Linked DNA regions of Mus musculus: region 2 is linked to region 1. A link is a contact called in public HiChIP or PLAC-seq data. All regions are on one chromosome and are shown on one strand. Each heading gives the region's core, a stretch centred on a gene start, on an enhancer-like site or on the middle of the called end of the contact. The rest is flanking DNA. Distances are from core to core; before and after follow the strand shown. Region 1 holds the start of Rbm24 (RNA binding motif protein 24). Region 2 overlaps Cap2 (CAP, adenylate cyclase-associated protein, 2 (yeast)).

Region 1 (4,430 bases), core at 889-3,388:
CTTAGCTCTCTCCACTTTGCCTAGAGACCACCATCCAAATGCCTGGCTGCACTCCCAGATACTCTCTTTGCCTGCAGGCTGGGTTGGCTTCTTACCCATGTAGGAAGACAAGTCATCCAATGGCACACAGTGTCTGGGACTTCTTAGTAGACAAAAAGCCTCCCCTCTCAGAGGCTTTTGCCCGCCTGCGCTTCAGTGAAGTACTATAATTGTGAAATGACACCGTAAGATGAATATTAAATACTCGAAAGCATACGTCTTCTGTGTCAGGGTCTGCTTTCTTACTTTTAAAAATTATCTTTTGTCCTTCGAGCACAGAGTCCCTTCTGAACTAGTACTTCACTTAAACAGCGACAAAGATTTATATTTTCACACTGGGGCCGGCGTCTACAACAGTGGTTCTCAACCTGTGGGTCGTGACCTTCCAAGACCATTGGAAAACACAGATAGTTTGTTACTATTCATAACAGTGGTAAAATTACAGTTAAGAAGTCGCAACAAAAATAGTTTAGTGGTTGGAGGATCACCACAACACGAGGAACTGTATTAAAGAGTCAACACTTCGTATAAAATACTTACATTATATAAACTGCTTAATTTTTCTCCCCAGGATTAACCACAGCGAGATTTCTTAGTTTTCCTTTTCTCTCACTGAGGATTCAAACTGACCCCGATAACCTCGGGCAGCCTCCTGTGGAAATCAGCAAGATGAATTGAAGATTTCCTACCAGAATATTTGCTAGTAATTCTCATTCACCTTTGCACACACCACATTCTTCATTGGCTGGGGTTGACAGCTAAGGTGCCCTGGAAAGTAACTGGGGTATGTCTGTGGGGCTCTATCGGTTAATACACTGACCTGTTTAAAAGGAAATAAAAGATGTAGCTCAGGGGCAACTAGTGTTGGGACTACACTGGCCTCTCGGAGCAAAACCCGCTTGTGCAGTGAGGGCAGAGAGTGAAATGTTCTGCTTACATTAAATACTTTCATCGGGGGCCTGGGGATGTAGCTCAGTCGGCAGAGTGCTTGCCTGGCAGGAAGGAAGCCCTGTGCTCCTTCCCAAAGCTTCCCATAAACCCAGAGAAGGGGCACATGCCCGCAGTCCCAGCATTCAGGACTCTGAGACAGAAGAATCAGAAGTTCAAATTCAAAGTAATCTTTATGATACACCGGAAGTTCAAGGACAGCCTGGGATACACAATACCCTGTCTCAAAATAAGGGGGAGGGGTATTTTAATCTAAACCTTAAATATGATGGGCTGATTTCAAAGCGTCATTAATTTAAAGCCCTATTGAGCATAAGAACTGCCAACGAGCTGGCTTAAATTAATAAACATATACTACGTTTAGTGTATTCTATCTATGCTTCCAGAATTGCTGGTAGAAATCCATCGTTATGTAACAGCCCCCACCCTTTTAAAAGAAATCATACTTTTTACAATTATATCCGGATAAATAAATGAGGTCAATTCACTAACCGTTCTGCAATTCAAATAGAAGGAAATAGATTCTTTGCTTAGTGGGGAAAAAAAAAGGCGGAGGTGGGAGCGACTTGTGTTGAGACAGACATTGTACCCATCTTCCTGAATAACTAAGTTAGGCAGGAAGCACAAATTTGATGATCGTGGGAGGTACAGTACTAATTCATGGTCCTCTGCAGTAGTCAGCAGGGCCAGATGAATACAGACACCCTTTGCTAGCTGTGAGCCATTAAAGCCAAAGTTTTTCTCAAGCATTCCCAAATGCTAGGGGCTATTATTATTATTCACCCCACCACATAACATCCCTGGGGCTCTTCCTCTTGGTTACCCACAGCACCAGCTTTTGGGGGCTAAGAAAACTTGAGAGTTCTTCTCACGGTTCAGACGCTAGAGACAGATCTCCTTGGTCCCAGGTGTTTGGGAGGGGACTGGCCTCTGTACAAACCACCCCAGGCCCCGGGGGACTCTCAAGTCAACTGGTCGTGCCAGCGAGGCCTAGCAAGAAGCTAGCGTGGTCTGCTTCGGAGCGTCAATCAGCTCACTCTGGGTCCCTGCGGGAATCGCCAGGGGTCTTTGCGACTTTGACCAGTAGGAGCAGGCAACAACAGAGCCAGGCCGCCTCCAGCCGTTTCCAACTCTGCCCCAGCAACAGCGCCAGAGCCCCAGCCAGGCGACCCAGCGCCCGCGCGCGGGGAGAGAAGCAGCTGTTCCCAACAGCTGGGGGGCGGCGGCGCCGGGCGCCCCAGGTGCTGTCCCGGCCAATCGCAGGCGTCCGGCCCGCCCCCTCCCCAGCCGGGCGTCGACCCCCAGGGCCGCTGGGGAAAAAGGAATAGAGGGTTGGAGAGCGGTCCTCCGTCCGCACTGGTGTGGCAGCTACTAAGCAGAAGGGACGGTTCCCAGACCGAGCCGGGCCCAGCACCGCGCCCCCAGCTGCCACCTCCGCGCCCCCGGGACACGGTAGCCTCTGAGCCAACCCCCATCCCACTAAGCCACTCGATTTTTTGAGAAAGAACCATCTACCTCTTCTGGACTTGGAGACCACCACCCTCTCTGCATTTAAGAAAAAAAATATTTTTATTTTATTTTTACTTTCACGCGGCGTGAGTGCAAAAGGCTCCCACAGTCCGCGGCTACGGAGCTGGTTACCCGGACGATCCGGAAGGTCTGGACAGTGACCGGACGCGGGGACTGGAGCAGAGCGCCTGGGCGAGTGTCGGGGACAGTGGGCCACTTGGGAAGCCGCGCGCCCAGCGCCCACGCCGCCCCCTCGCCCCCGCGCGCGCCCTCGGCCCCCGGCGGCCGCCGCGCGCTGCGGGAGACGCGGAGCCCGAGGACCAGGCGCAGCCGCAGCCGCAGCCGGAGCCCGAGCCGCGGGGCGGGCGCGAAGATGCACACCACCCAGAAGGACACGACGTACACCAAGATCTTCGTGGGAGGGCTGCCCTACCACACCACCGACGCCAGCCTGCGCAAGTACTTTGAGGTCTTCGGAGACATCGAGGAAGCGGTGGTCATCACAGACCGGCAGACCGGCAAGTCCCGGGGCTACGGATTTGTAAGTTACGTGGAAGAAGGACTCAGGGTGGGTGGGGAGCAACTAAGAGAGGTCCTGGCCAAAGCGATCAGGCCAGCAGGGAGCAAGTGGCCCCAGGCCCTGGGGAGGCAGAGATTAGGATAAGGGGCACAGTGGGACCTCGCGGGACGCCCGTTCACTCGGAGCTAAGCTGAAACTTTAAGTGCGATGGGGCTTGGAGAAACGAAGGGCCGTGGCTGCCTCGTGGGGTACAGAGAGGACCTGAGGCCATGCTCTTTCGGTGGCCCCGAGAGCCTGGGAAGGAGAGATGGGAGATGTGGAGAGTTGGGAGGGAGGAAGCAGAGCCCCTCACTGTGGATTCCCAGGTTGGAGGCTGGTTGTTAAGTGAGCTGGTGCTTTGTTTAAAAAAGAAAAAAAAAAAAAAACAGTGTGTGTGTGTGTGTGTGTGTGTGTGTGTGTGTGTGTGTGTGTTGTTTAGGCCCAGGGAGGGCTAGAGCTAACACACACACACACACACACACACACACACACACACACACACTCACACACACACACATACACACACACACACTTTACATCACTATCTTTTAAATTGCAAAGGTAGATTCTAAAAGGAAAAGAAAAAGCTGCACCTCTGGGTGTTTGCCTAACTGAAACAGCACATTAAGCTTCCTGGAGATTTAAAGGGGCGAATTCAGCAGCCCAAAGAGCTGAGAGCCCAGGAGCAGGGCAATCGCTATTGTCGCTGGGGAGTAACCAGCTGGTTTGGGGCTGGACTTTGTTTAAAGCCCACAGTACCTCTGGGGCCCCGGTGGGAATGTAAAAGGTAAATCTCCGCGCGAATTCAGAATGGTGGCTCCCAATCTCTGTTAGGCCCCACATTAGCACCCTTAGGACTTTGGGTGGGGGGCGGGGGAGATCCTTCCTTCCTTTCTTCTTTCTGCTTTTTTTTTTTTTTTTTAAGGCAGAGAATGGAGAGTTAATGTTCCCAACCCCTCCCAAATAAGAAAAGAAAGCCAGCCAGCTCGGTGGCTTGAATCCTTTTCCTTCAGGGGTTAACTGAGGGCTCTGTGTGTCTGTCTGTGTATGTTGCTAAGGTCACCATGGCTGACAGGGCTGCCGCTGAAAGGGCCTGCAAGGATCCCAACCCCATCATCGATGGTAGGAAGGCCAATGTGAATCTGGCATACTTGGGAGCAAAACCAAGAATCATGCAGCCAGGTGAGCAACACCCTCCTCCCCCTCCCCCTCCCCCTCCCCCTCCCCCTCCCTCTCCCTCCTCCCCAACTCTCCACCCATCTGTAGACAGATTCCACTGCCACCCCCAGCCCAGAAAAGCCAGCTTCCTGAGACCCTGTAGCTCGGTTTGGTAGAACTTGAGCTGGTTGTTCCACCAAGGCATTAAAGATACATG
Region 2 (4,430 bases), core at 1,385-3,884, 180 kb after region 1:
TATATAATTGAGTTATTATGACTGCGGCTCTTTGTCTCCCTCTGTGATGGCTAATACTGTAAGTCAATTTAACTGGGCAGAGGCCACACACACGGGGGCTCCCTGTCTACTTACTGAGTAAGATAAGAGACAAATAGTAAAAAATGACAGAACTTTCTAGATGTGTATGGGTGGACCACACCAAGTTACCTGCCTCAGGGATGGGGCAGTCTGCCCTGCTTTCATTCTGTTGCTGTGATAAAACACTCTGACCAAAAGCAACCTGGGGGAGGTAACAGTCTGTTATTTGGCTCACATTTCCAGGTTATAATCCGTCATTGAGAGATGTCATGGCAGAAACTTGACACAGAAGCCATGGCAAAATGTTGCTTAGTGTCCAGGCCCATGCTTAGCTGGCTTTCTCCTACAGTCCAAAACTACCTTCCAAGGGAATGGTGCCACCTATAGTGAGCTAGGCCCACCTACATCAATCAACAATAAAAGAAATCCCTCACAGGTATGCCCACAGAACAATCTGTTCTGGGCAGTCCCTCACGTGACTCTAAACTATGTCAAGGTGACAGTTAAAGCTAATTAAAACAGAGTCCATTATTTAGTCAGATAAAGGGGCAGCAGCAGGAAGGGGATGAGAAAGGGTAATGGGGGAAGAGTATGATCAAAGTATACCATATATATGATGTCATAACGAGACCTATCATGCATAATCAGAACATGCTAATAAAAACTTTAAAAGGCAGAATGTAGAGATGACTGTCTTAGGGTTTCTATTCCTGCACAAACATCATGACCAAGAAGCAAGTTGGAGAGGAAAGGGTTTATTCAGCTTACACTTTCCACACTGCTGTTCATCATCAAAGGAAGTCAGGATTGGAACTCAAGCAGGTCAGGAAGCAGGAGCTGATGCAGAGGCCATGGAGGGATGTTACTTATTGCTTCCCCTAGCTTGCTCGGCTTGCTCTCTTATAGAACCCAAGACTACCATTCCAGAGATGGCACCACCCACAATGGGCCTTCCCCCCTTGATCACTAAACTGAGAAAATGCCTTACAGCTGGATCTCATGGAGGCATTTCCTCAAGAGAGGCTCCTTTCTCTGTGATAACGCCGACTTGTGTCAAGTTGACACAAAGAACCAGCCAGTACAGATGACCCAATTTATCAAGTGCCTATTGTATAAGCATGAGCACCTGGGCTTTCCCTAACCCCAGCACCAGTATCTAAGGCTAGGAGTGATGGCCCATGCCTGTAACCCCATCACTGGGGAGGTGGAGGAAGGCAGCTTTCAGGAGCCCACTCGCCAGCCAGTCTAATTGAATCTATGAACTCCAGGCTCAGTGATGGGCTCTGTATCAAAATACAAGGTGGAGCTCAATGTAGGATGATGAACAACAAACCCTGGCCTCTATGTGTACATGAGCACATGTATACACACACACAAACATGTACATTCATATACAACACACAGAGAGAAAGAGAGACAGAGACAGAGGGAGATCTTAAACACACACACACACACACAAGATTTAGAGTCATGTGACCTATGGAATAAGGTAATGATAAATTAAGAAAAACACAGGATTTTAGTTAGCCAGATCTCCTTGGATTTTTCCAAGGAGACCTGTCTTTATTTTTTTTTCTTTTGCTGTAATAAAATATCCTGAAAAAAAAAACTTTTCTTTTGCTGTGATAAAAAAAAAAAAATGCCCTGGCAAAAACAACTTAAGAGATGGAGAGTTTATTCTGGCTCACAGTTGGAGGTTACAGTCCATCACAGCAAGGAAGCCACAGCAGCGGGGTTTGAAGCCCCTGGTCATATTCCACCCACAGTTATGTAGCAGAGAGCAATAAGTGGATACACTGCTCAACTCACTTTCTCCTTTTCACACAGTCAGAGATCCTATCCTAGGGAATGGTACTGCCCACTGTGGGCAGGTCTTTGTACCCCAACTAACCTAATAAAGATAATCCCCACAGAGATGCCCAGAGGCATGTCTCCCAAGTGATTCTAGATCTCATCAAGTAGATAACTACAATTAATCATCACAGCTTCCCAGCCTCGGACTGCTACAGCCATTGGTTCTCAGTTTGCTCTATAGGTACAGAGAATGCTGTTGCTTCATAATGGTACTGCCATTGATGGGATGGTTGGAATTGGCACAGGAAGGTTTTCCCAAATAATAGCAGCAGAGATGGGAGTAGGGGACAGACTCATAACACAAGGAAAAAGGCTCTGCCTATACTCCCACATGAAGAGAGATCTTGAAAACAGTCGCCAAAGAATGAGATAGATATCATTCAAAGCAAATACTCAAATGTGATACAACCACTTCAATTACCATAATTTCATATAAAACTATAAACATATGCCAGATGGGAAATATGCAGACATTTGGAATTGATGGTGTTTTTCCTTTTAAATAAATTCTGATTAGTGTTCTTAAGTCAAAAATCACTGAAACTATTTTGCTTGTGTGTGTGGTTAAAAACATAACAATTCAAAGAAAATAACCCTGCGTCCACTCTGTGTGTAGGGGAGGGTGTTAGAGAGTGGGGAGGCTTCTTTAACCCCATTCAGTTCCCTAAAGGCGTCTCCATGGTAATGACAGAAAATTCCCAGAGAGGAGGCGGATGAGCAAAAACAGGGTGAGCAACCGACAGATCTCTGTGGCTCCTGTAGCCATCCACAGGCTCCTGTAGCTCTGTTCCATAGAAACCCTGGAGGGAAGCAGGGGGATGAAGTAAATTCCATGGGCAAAGACACAAGTGGAGCAGAGTGATAAGCTTTAGCAGCCCTACATGAGATGGACTGAGAGTCAAGAGACAGACATCATACCCAGCGACCCTCCTTCCGGCTCCATGGACCAGGATGCCCAGCCTTATAGTTATATATAAACACAGTCAGTGTTTATAAGGCTGGTGTGTTCTACCCTCGAGAAAAACAATGGAGCCGTGTGATGACCTGCTAACCCTCACAGTGAAAGTGGATTTGTGATGAAGGATGATTGACACTAGAGATTGATGGCTAGATTGATGGTTAATCTGGCCCTTGGGGTGTTCTGAGACTCCTAAACTAAGACATTGCTGAAATGCCTTGCACTGCTTGGGTTATCACAGCTTGCTGTGATCTCAGCTTCACTCTGAATGAGTCTCTAAGGAGAGATCTGCCCATATTTTCATCACAGTCACTTAATCAGAGGGAGAGAAAAGCAGCTTCTTGCAGATGCAGGTGATCTTGCAGATGGGACCCTGAGATGTAGCATTAGAAAGTCAAGGCAACTGGTGGGCAAGCCATCACTTGATGTATGGCATTCAGCCAGAACTCATCAGATGTTGGCAAAAAAAAAAACTAGACTCCTGTCCAAAGTCTTATATGTCTCCTCATTGGAAGAACTCATTTGCGGTTGCTGTAGGCTTCCTTTGGTTTTATAAAACTGATTGAACTGAAATTGCTTTAGCACTTTTCTCCACTTGGCAAAGTCCTGTGGAAAGCCCTGGTGCCTCTCAGCTCCAGTGTGCGCAACCTCATAAAGTAAAAGTATAGGTGATTATAAAATCCATCCCTGTCGGCAGCCAGATGGTATGTCCCGGAGAGCATAGCAATTGATGCTCTCTCAGCTCGACCAATCCAATAAATCGAAAAAACAGGGAGATGGAGGGTGAGCATCTTCTTGGCCTCCCGTCTCTTTTGGGTTCATGATGCATAACCAGGTTAAGTTTGCGTTGTTTTTTTTTTTTTAAGCTCATCCCCTCCTGTGTTCTCACAACACTGAATCCAAATAGCCTCATTTGTCATTGCTAAGTGCGAGCTCCCTGCTTTCTTCTTGGAACCCAAATAATCTACTCACCCCGTGTCTCTGCCATGAACCCAGCCTTTGCCAGGAACCCATTTTGTCAAGTCCCAGTGTGGGAAGGAGTCACCAGATTTCATGTGCGTCTTATGCTCTTGTTAGCCAGCACCCTGGGGTGGGGATGGAAAAGACCTGCTCCCCTTGACTCTAGTCACCTTTATGTACACACTGCTCTCACAGTGCCTACCAGAACAGTCCAAGATCTGAGAGCCCTAGGATTCTGCTCTGATATGAACTATACAGATTCTGACGGAAATATAAGCAACCACATCTCAGAAAGTATTTGTCTTAATCTGAAGAAGCAGTTAGTGTAAAGGCTCTGTGTTGGTTGTTTTGTTTATTTGTTTGTTTGTTTGGTTGGTTGGTTTTTGGTTTGGGGGGGCTTGGGGGAGGTATTGATTGACCTCTGACCCTCAGTGTCGTTTCAAGACTCAGGAGATAGAGTGGGGACTCAAACCACTGTAGGTGACTGTGTTTAATGTTTATGTAGCCATTGAGCTCGCCTGTTTCTATCAGATAGCTACCTATCTGAAAATTTTCTGGCATTGAGCACTTAGAAAAAAATATGGCCCTCCTGTCATGT

Evidence for each region. HiChIP or PLAC-seq counts read pairs in DNA pulled down with a chosen protein or histone mark.
Region 2: a contact with region 1 is called in an H3K4me3 HiChIP or PLAC-seq map of neural progenitor cells, with 4 times the contacts expected there. The contact joins the enhancer-like site here to the promoter of Rbm24 in region 1. A contact is called at or near these places in 5 of 39 promoter capture datasets (the HPC-7 cell line, embryonic stem cells, hippocampal neurons and 2 more), 1 of 484 Hi-C or Micro-C datasets (psoas muscle), 7 of 115 datasets of contacts at active chromatin or transcription factors (embryonic basal ganglia, embryonic forebrain, embryonic hindbrain and 4 more) and 4 of 9 other capture datasets (adipose tissue, embryonic stem cells, liver and 1 more).

What each region holds. Positions count from the first base shown.
Region 1 is chr13:46,416,162-46,420,591 of GRCm38.p6, forward strand. Rbm24 (RNA binding motif protein 24) reads left to right here and starts at 2,139. Exons shown (of 4, transcript NM_001081425.1): 1 at 2,139-3,037; 2 at 4,114-4,237. The coding sequence starts at 2,870.
Region 2 is chr13:46,595,882-46,600,311 of GRCm38.p6, forward strand. All of the region lies in intron 4 of Cap2 (CAP, adenylate cyclase-associated protein, 2 (yeast)), which reads left to right. Among named protein-coding and RNA genes, the nearest start is that of Fam8a1, 71 kb to the right of the region's middle. Within about 2 kb of position 2,635, at least 4 of the 459 cell types and tissues checked have an H3K27ac peak or open chromatin away from gene starts, as enhancers often do. A contact at or near this core is called in hippocampal neurons and neural progenitor cells, where this site is marked.